Linked DNA regions of Callithrix jacchus: region 1 is linked to region 2. Evidence: chromatin contacts called from public Hi-C data. All regions are on one chromosome and are shown on one strand. The core of a region is the stretch at or near the end of the contact, and the rest is flanking DNA. Distances in the headings are between cores, read along the strand shown. Region 1 overlaps SNX30 (sorting nexin family member 30). Region 2 holds the start of LOC118143812.

Region 1 (3,133 bases), core at 462-2,961, 64 kb after region 2:
CTCTTGTTACCCAGGCTGGAGTGTAGTGGTACAATCAGCTCACTGCAGTCTCAACCTCCTGGGCTCACACAGTCCTCCTGCCTCAGCCTCTGAGTAGTAGAGACTGCAAGTATGTACCACCACACCAGGCTAATTTTAATTTTTTGTTGTTGTTTTTGTTGCAGAGATGGGGTCTCACTGTGTTGCCCAGGCTTGTCTCAAACTTTAGGGCTCAAGCCGAGCCATCCTTCTTGGACTCTTTAAGTGCTGGGATTATAGGTGTGAGCCACCACGCCTGGTCCCAACTCTTCTTACTGTTGAACCTAGGGCTCAAGGAGGCTTAGTGACATGACGTGTCAGGAATCTGGTAGAGATGCAAGAACTGCACAGGCACAGAGTCCTTCCCACTCCGCCTGTGCCGTGAGGGGATGGGAGTATCAGCCCACATGTTCCCAATATTTCTGTCATGCTGTGCTTGAAAATTCAACAATGACTTGCTCTCTGCATTTAAACCTTGTCTTTTTTTCACTCTCCAGTCCTACATTGTTAATTCCTTTGGGAGAATTGTCTGATAAGTCACAAATACCTACATTGAGTGAATTTCCCCACGTCTTCACCTCTTGCAAACACAGGGGAAGGTTGTGTTTCATAGGCATATTCTGGCGTGTGGGACTGAAGAGGGGAAACAGTGCAGTTAGTTGGAGGTCAGTCCATGACTGAATCCTTTTAACGTCACCATTTTGCAAGACTGTGAGCACAGGTTTTGGGGAGGATGAAATCATAATTTTTGATGCCAGAGCTGTTCACAGCTTTTTCTTTGATGAATCACTCTCGTTCATGTGCTTTAAAGATTTTCTTGATGTGAATTAAAACAGACTTTTGGCTTGAAGGAGTAAATTTATGAGATATAGCTTGACCCATTTTTGTCTCGAACTTCAGTTTCTGAGAATTATGACGGTCATATAGTCTGTACCCTCCTAGGGAAAAATGGCTTTATGTGAGACGTGATTTTAGTTTGGGCCCATAAATGAGTAAAAATCTTGTTTTGGTATAAATCAACTTAATTTTATTTAACATTTGTCTTCATTATTAAATTGCTGCAGTTACATTTCAGAAAACTTTAAAAATTGAGGAAATGGGATGAGATTATTAATATTTTTCTGCAATGCACTGGCATCTTTGATTATTTCTAGATTTTTTCTTATCCATATAAAATACAACAGTTTCAAGGTCATGGTTCTGGTAGATTAAGCAAAAGCTTTTCTATTTTCATCTAATCTGCCCCCTCAATGAGCAGTGATCTATTATCTTTACTTTTTGTTTATTTCCCCTTTGGCAAAAGTTGTCAGCGTATTTTGCAGAAGGTGGAGACAATTTCTTTTCACAGATTTGGATTTAGTAGCAATATCCTAAGTGGAATTTTTCTGCTAAAAGAAATTGTTAGAGTTAAGCTGGGAGGAAATGAATCAAATGTTTCTAAACAATTCTGGGGGATAGTTCAATTCTGTTTCCTGAGGGTAGGGAAAAAAACCTGGCATTTTTATTCTAGTTCCTGGGATTTTTGACTGGGCTCAGTGTCCCAGACTGATCTTTTCTGTGTTGGTAAACGCTGCCATTTGGCTGGTGTGTTTGGTGGAAGGAAAATGTGATCTTGCCTGGTTTGGTTATTCTAAGAGAGCTTTTTTCCCTCCCTTCAGCCAAGATATGCTATTCCCTTATGCCTACTTTTTTTCCATTCTCTTCTTATTTGCAGAGTACTCGGGTGGAGTTTGACCTTCCAGAATATTCTGTTCGTCGAAGATACCAGGATTTTGACTGGTTGAGGAGCAAACTGGAAGAATCCCAGCCCACTCATCTCATTCCCGTAGGTAGTAAGTCACCACAGCTTGTTTCTCCCTTGTCCTGTGTTGTCTTTCCTGAAGGGGTTCACTCAACTCTCACCCCTTAAATTATACCAGATTCACCCAGCAAATGTATGTAAAATATGTTAATGGACACTGCATATAATATTTTACCTTTTAGGGTTTAGTTTCTGATTTGCTATATATTAAGCCCGTTTTATGTCTGGCTGGGCTTTCCTTAGACATGGGAGCAGAAATCTAGCATAGAATCCATTCCAACCACAGTTTTTCATTAAAAAAACCAACAAGGAAACCACCTAACTCTGTTTATTGAAGCAACGTGACATTTATCTACTCTAGTGCTTCCATCTGCACAGTTTTTAAAAAACAGAGCCAGAGCAAATGATATTTAAATCAGCTTTTTTTTTCCTTTGAGACAGAGTCTCACTCTCTTGCCCAGGCTGGAGTGTAGTAGTGCGATCTTGGCTCACTGCAACCTCTGCCTCCCAGGTTCAGGCGATTCTTGTGCCTCAGCCTCCCTAGTAGCTGGGATTACAGGCACCTTCCATCATGCCTGGCTAATTTTTATGCTTTTAGTAGAGACGGGGTTTCACTATGTTGGGCAGGCTGGTCTCGAACTCTTGACTTCAGAGCATCTACCTGCTTCAACCTCCCTGAGGCTCAATCACCTGAGGTCAGGAGTTCGAGACCAGCCTGGCCAACATGGTGAAATTTTTCTCTACAAAAAATTCAAAAATTAGCCAGGCATGGTGGCATGCACCTGACGGTAGTCCCAGCTACATTGGAGGCTGAGGCAGGAGAATCACTTGAACCCAGGAGCTGTGGGTTGTAGTGAACCAAGATTGCACCACTGCATTCCAGCCTGGGTGACACAGCAAGACTCCATCTCACACACACACACACACAAGAAGTAGAAATAGTAACGATTAGACACCAGATGTTTCTTTGGGTCTTAGGGTCTTTAGGGCGGTTTGAGTCATAAAATTCAGAGGGGCTGATTTATCTTTCAGTAAAAACCTTTGTTGAATGATAACTTCGCAGTACTACCAACTTTCTGTTACCACTGCATCTTCCAGCCTTCTCTATTTCCCCATGGTTAGAAGAGGCAGTGTATGTTGTGAACACACTGGCAGTTTTCTCAGTTTTTAAGGCGAAAAGAGCCACGTTGCTAGTACTGTGATAGAAATGATAGCTCTCACCTGGGACACAGTTCTTCTCAGAGCATCTCCTTTTTTCCCACATGCCCTTTCTGCTCTCCAGTTTTGCTTTTCTGTCTTCTAATCCCTTAAAAA
Region 2 (2,759 bases), core at 196-2,695:
CAGCCAAGGCAGACTCATGTGGAGGAGATAAAAGATAATAGCTTGAGGACTAAGGGTCCAAACCTATATAAATTACATTAGGGGAAATAGGGGAAGGTCTTTGAAGCTCAGAGTCTCTGATTGATATTTTGGGTAGATTTCAACTCTCTGCATTCTCTTCCACTTGTTTCTAGTGACAACTGTGGTATAGGCCTTAGCGAATTCCAGAGTCAACATCGGTCACCACCTTTTAGCAGGTAAAACTAGGCAAACCTTTGAGTTTGGAATGGGTAGGGAAAATGTAGTCCCTCACAATGTCTCCCTACCCATTACTTTGCTAAAGGGACTGAGAACCCTTTAAAGACTTGGCCTTGTAAACAGAAGATCTAGGGACAGGTAAGGCAGAAAAAGGAGGTGAACTTGCACCCCAAAGAAGTAACACCTTGACTATTTGCACCATGCCAGCAAATAAAGCTGAGAATCAGCTCAGCCCAAGGCCTGGAAAGGAAGCACAAATAAATGCCTGAAAAATAACTCGAACCTCGTGGTTCTTTCAAAAGTATTTGGCGAAAGTGTGAGCTGAAGAGTCGCATGTCATTTGTAGCTCTCTACTTATGCTCGCTGTTCTGAGGTGTGACTTTACACAAACCTAGCTCAGCTGCAGAAGCAAGACACAATGGGGACCTCATAGTGAGTCTGAAGACTCCCCACACCGCCTCCTTGAAGCCGGTTCCAGGTTCCCCAGACGATGTCCTCCGGCTCCTTTGAGCTTCGTCGCCTTTTATGCTATTCTTCTGATATGGGTCGTAATTTCGTCTATTTCGGGTTCTTTCTGCGCGTGCCTTAGAGGCCAGAAGACCCTGACTCTTGTGCGTGTCCTGGAAGCCCCCAGCCCCAAGCCTGGCTGCAGGTGGGCGCATCAGTAAACGCGAGTGGAATGGAAGAGGCTCCTCTAACCTCTTTTCCACCTCCGATTTCCGTTAGACATTTCCTCCGCGCGGCGGCCTCCGCGAGGCGAGGTTGGACACTGGGAGGATAGCCGCAGAGGCCCAGGGCGCACTTCCTGCCGGGCGGGGGCGGGGCTGCGCCTCCTCTCTCTCTCTCTCTCCGTCCCTCCCCCACTCCCCACTTGCCCCTCCCCGCTCTCCCCGCCCCCTCCCGGGCGGCCGCGGCACCTCGGGGGCGGGGCCGGAGCGGGTGGGCGGCTTGGCTGTGCGGGCTGGGTGCCGAGGCGGTGCTGCCGGTAGACCCGCGGCGGGTTCGGGCGCGCGCGGCGCGGAGCGGAGCGGAGGGTCTCAGCGCGGGCAGAGACCAGCCGGCGGTTGGAGGCGGCTCCTGGCCCGGCCGGTGCAAGGCCTCGGGCTGAGCGGCGGCGGCGCAGAGCTTCGGCCTGGGGTTCTCGGGGAGCCCGCCGCGGCCGGCAGCTGGAGGAAGCGGCGGCGGCGCGTCCCGAGCGGTGCACGCCATGGCGGGCGGGCCCCCCAAGGCCCTGCCGTCCACCGGGCCCCACTCCCTGCGTGACATGCCGCACCCGCTGGCCGGCTCCAGCAGCGAGGAGGCCGTGGGTGGTGACAGCACGCCCAGCCCGGACCTGCTGATGGCCCGCAGCTTCGGTGACAAGGTGGGGCGCCTGGGACTGGGGATTGGGAGGCTTATTTCGCTCTCCCGGGGGTGGGGATGTTGGATCCGGAGCCTTCTAGTGCCTGGGGCCGCGCCCACCCTGCCTCCCCTTCCCGCGGGACGGGCGTGCCCTGGCCCCGGAGCCCTCGGCGAAAGCGTCTCTTCTGCCGCCTCCGCGGGGTCGCAGCCGCAGAGGGATGGGCTTCGCTGGCTGTGACTGATAGCGAGCGCTGGTGACAGCTGGTGGGGAGGGGTCCCGCCTGCGTGTTGGGGCGGGAGGCGTGTGTGCAGGGCAGGGCGCCTGTGTCCTCGGATGGGGTCCCGAGTTCTCCAGGTGCATCCCGGTAGGCTGAGCTGCTGCATAACTTGTAGCTCCTCCAGTTTCCCGAGACTGCACAGAAGCAGGAGTTCATGGCTTTCCGTGCTGGGACCGGGCAGCCCTGGGCTTACCGGGAGTCTTCTTCCCCTGAGTCAGTCATGTGGGGAGTGATCTTTGTTTAGGTTTGCTGTTTGCCCTGAGGAGTCACCTGACTCAGACCCCAGCCAGCGGCGGCTGGAGAACCTCGTTGTGGTTTTCTGTCTGGGGCTCCATTCACCTCCGACGGCCTACCACTCTGTTTAGGTTTGGCACAGGCTGGTTTTGTGGTTGATAAAAAGAAGGCTCGCCCTTTGACCTTCTTTGTACAGAGGGAGGCTCCAGATTTTCTTACAGCAGCGTAACCCTCCTGCTGCTTGGAGAGACCGCAGAGTCCAGGCTGGGATAAGGGACGGCCTCCTCCCTGCCCCCATGGCCATTTCAGTTATGAAGGGAACTTGAGCAGTGATTGTATAAGCGCTCCTGCCGCCACTTAGTCACTAATTGCAGAAACTAGAATTGTTCTCAGGTCCTTTGCAAGATTTTCTCTCCCTAGTAAAATACTAAATGAATTCCGCCTTGTCCCAAAATTAATGGGAACAGGGGACCTAACTTTCTTCTTCCCTTACTGTACTGCACGGGACAGCATGCACGGGACAGCATACAGTAAAAATGAGGATGAGAAAATATAATTTGTCCGCCTTGCAGTCAGAAGGGCACTGAGCACTTAGAATCTCTAGAGAGTGGGACTTGATGTACCTTCTGCAGAGAGTTTGTGAAAGCAGGGAGTTCTAAAGCATTAGGA

What was found. Hi-C and Micro-C count contacts between places; a contact is called where the count stands out from the background.
Region 1: a contact with region 2 is called in a Hi-C map of induced pluripotent stem cells, with 2.6 times the contacts expected there. The contact joins the enhancer-like site here to the promoter of LOC118143812 in region 2. A contact is called at or near these places in 3 of 3 Hi-C or Micro-C datasets (induced pluripotent stem cells and skeletal muscle).

Annotation. Positions count from the first base shown.
Region 1 is chr1:161,156,005-161,159,137 of calJac240_pri, forward strand. SNX30 (sorting nexin family member 30) reads left to right here. Exons shown (of 12, transcript XR_004728256.3): 3 at 1,733-1,843. Among named protein-coding and RNA genes, the nearest start is that of SNX30, 64 kb to the left of the region's middle. Within about 2 kb of position 1,712, at least 3 of the 16 cell types and tissues checked have an H3K27ac peak or open chromatin away from gene starts, as enhancers often do.
Region 2 is chr1:161,092,062-161,094,820 of calJac240_pri, forward strand. LOC118143812 reads right to left here and starts at 1,446. Exons shown (of 2, transcript XM_078346093.1): 1 at 937-1,446. The coding sequence starts at 1,446. SNX30 (sorting nexin family member 30) reads left to right here and starts at 1,213. Exons shown (of 12, transcript XR_004728256.3): 1 at 1,213-1,600.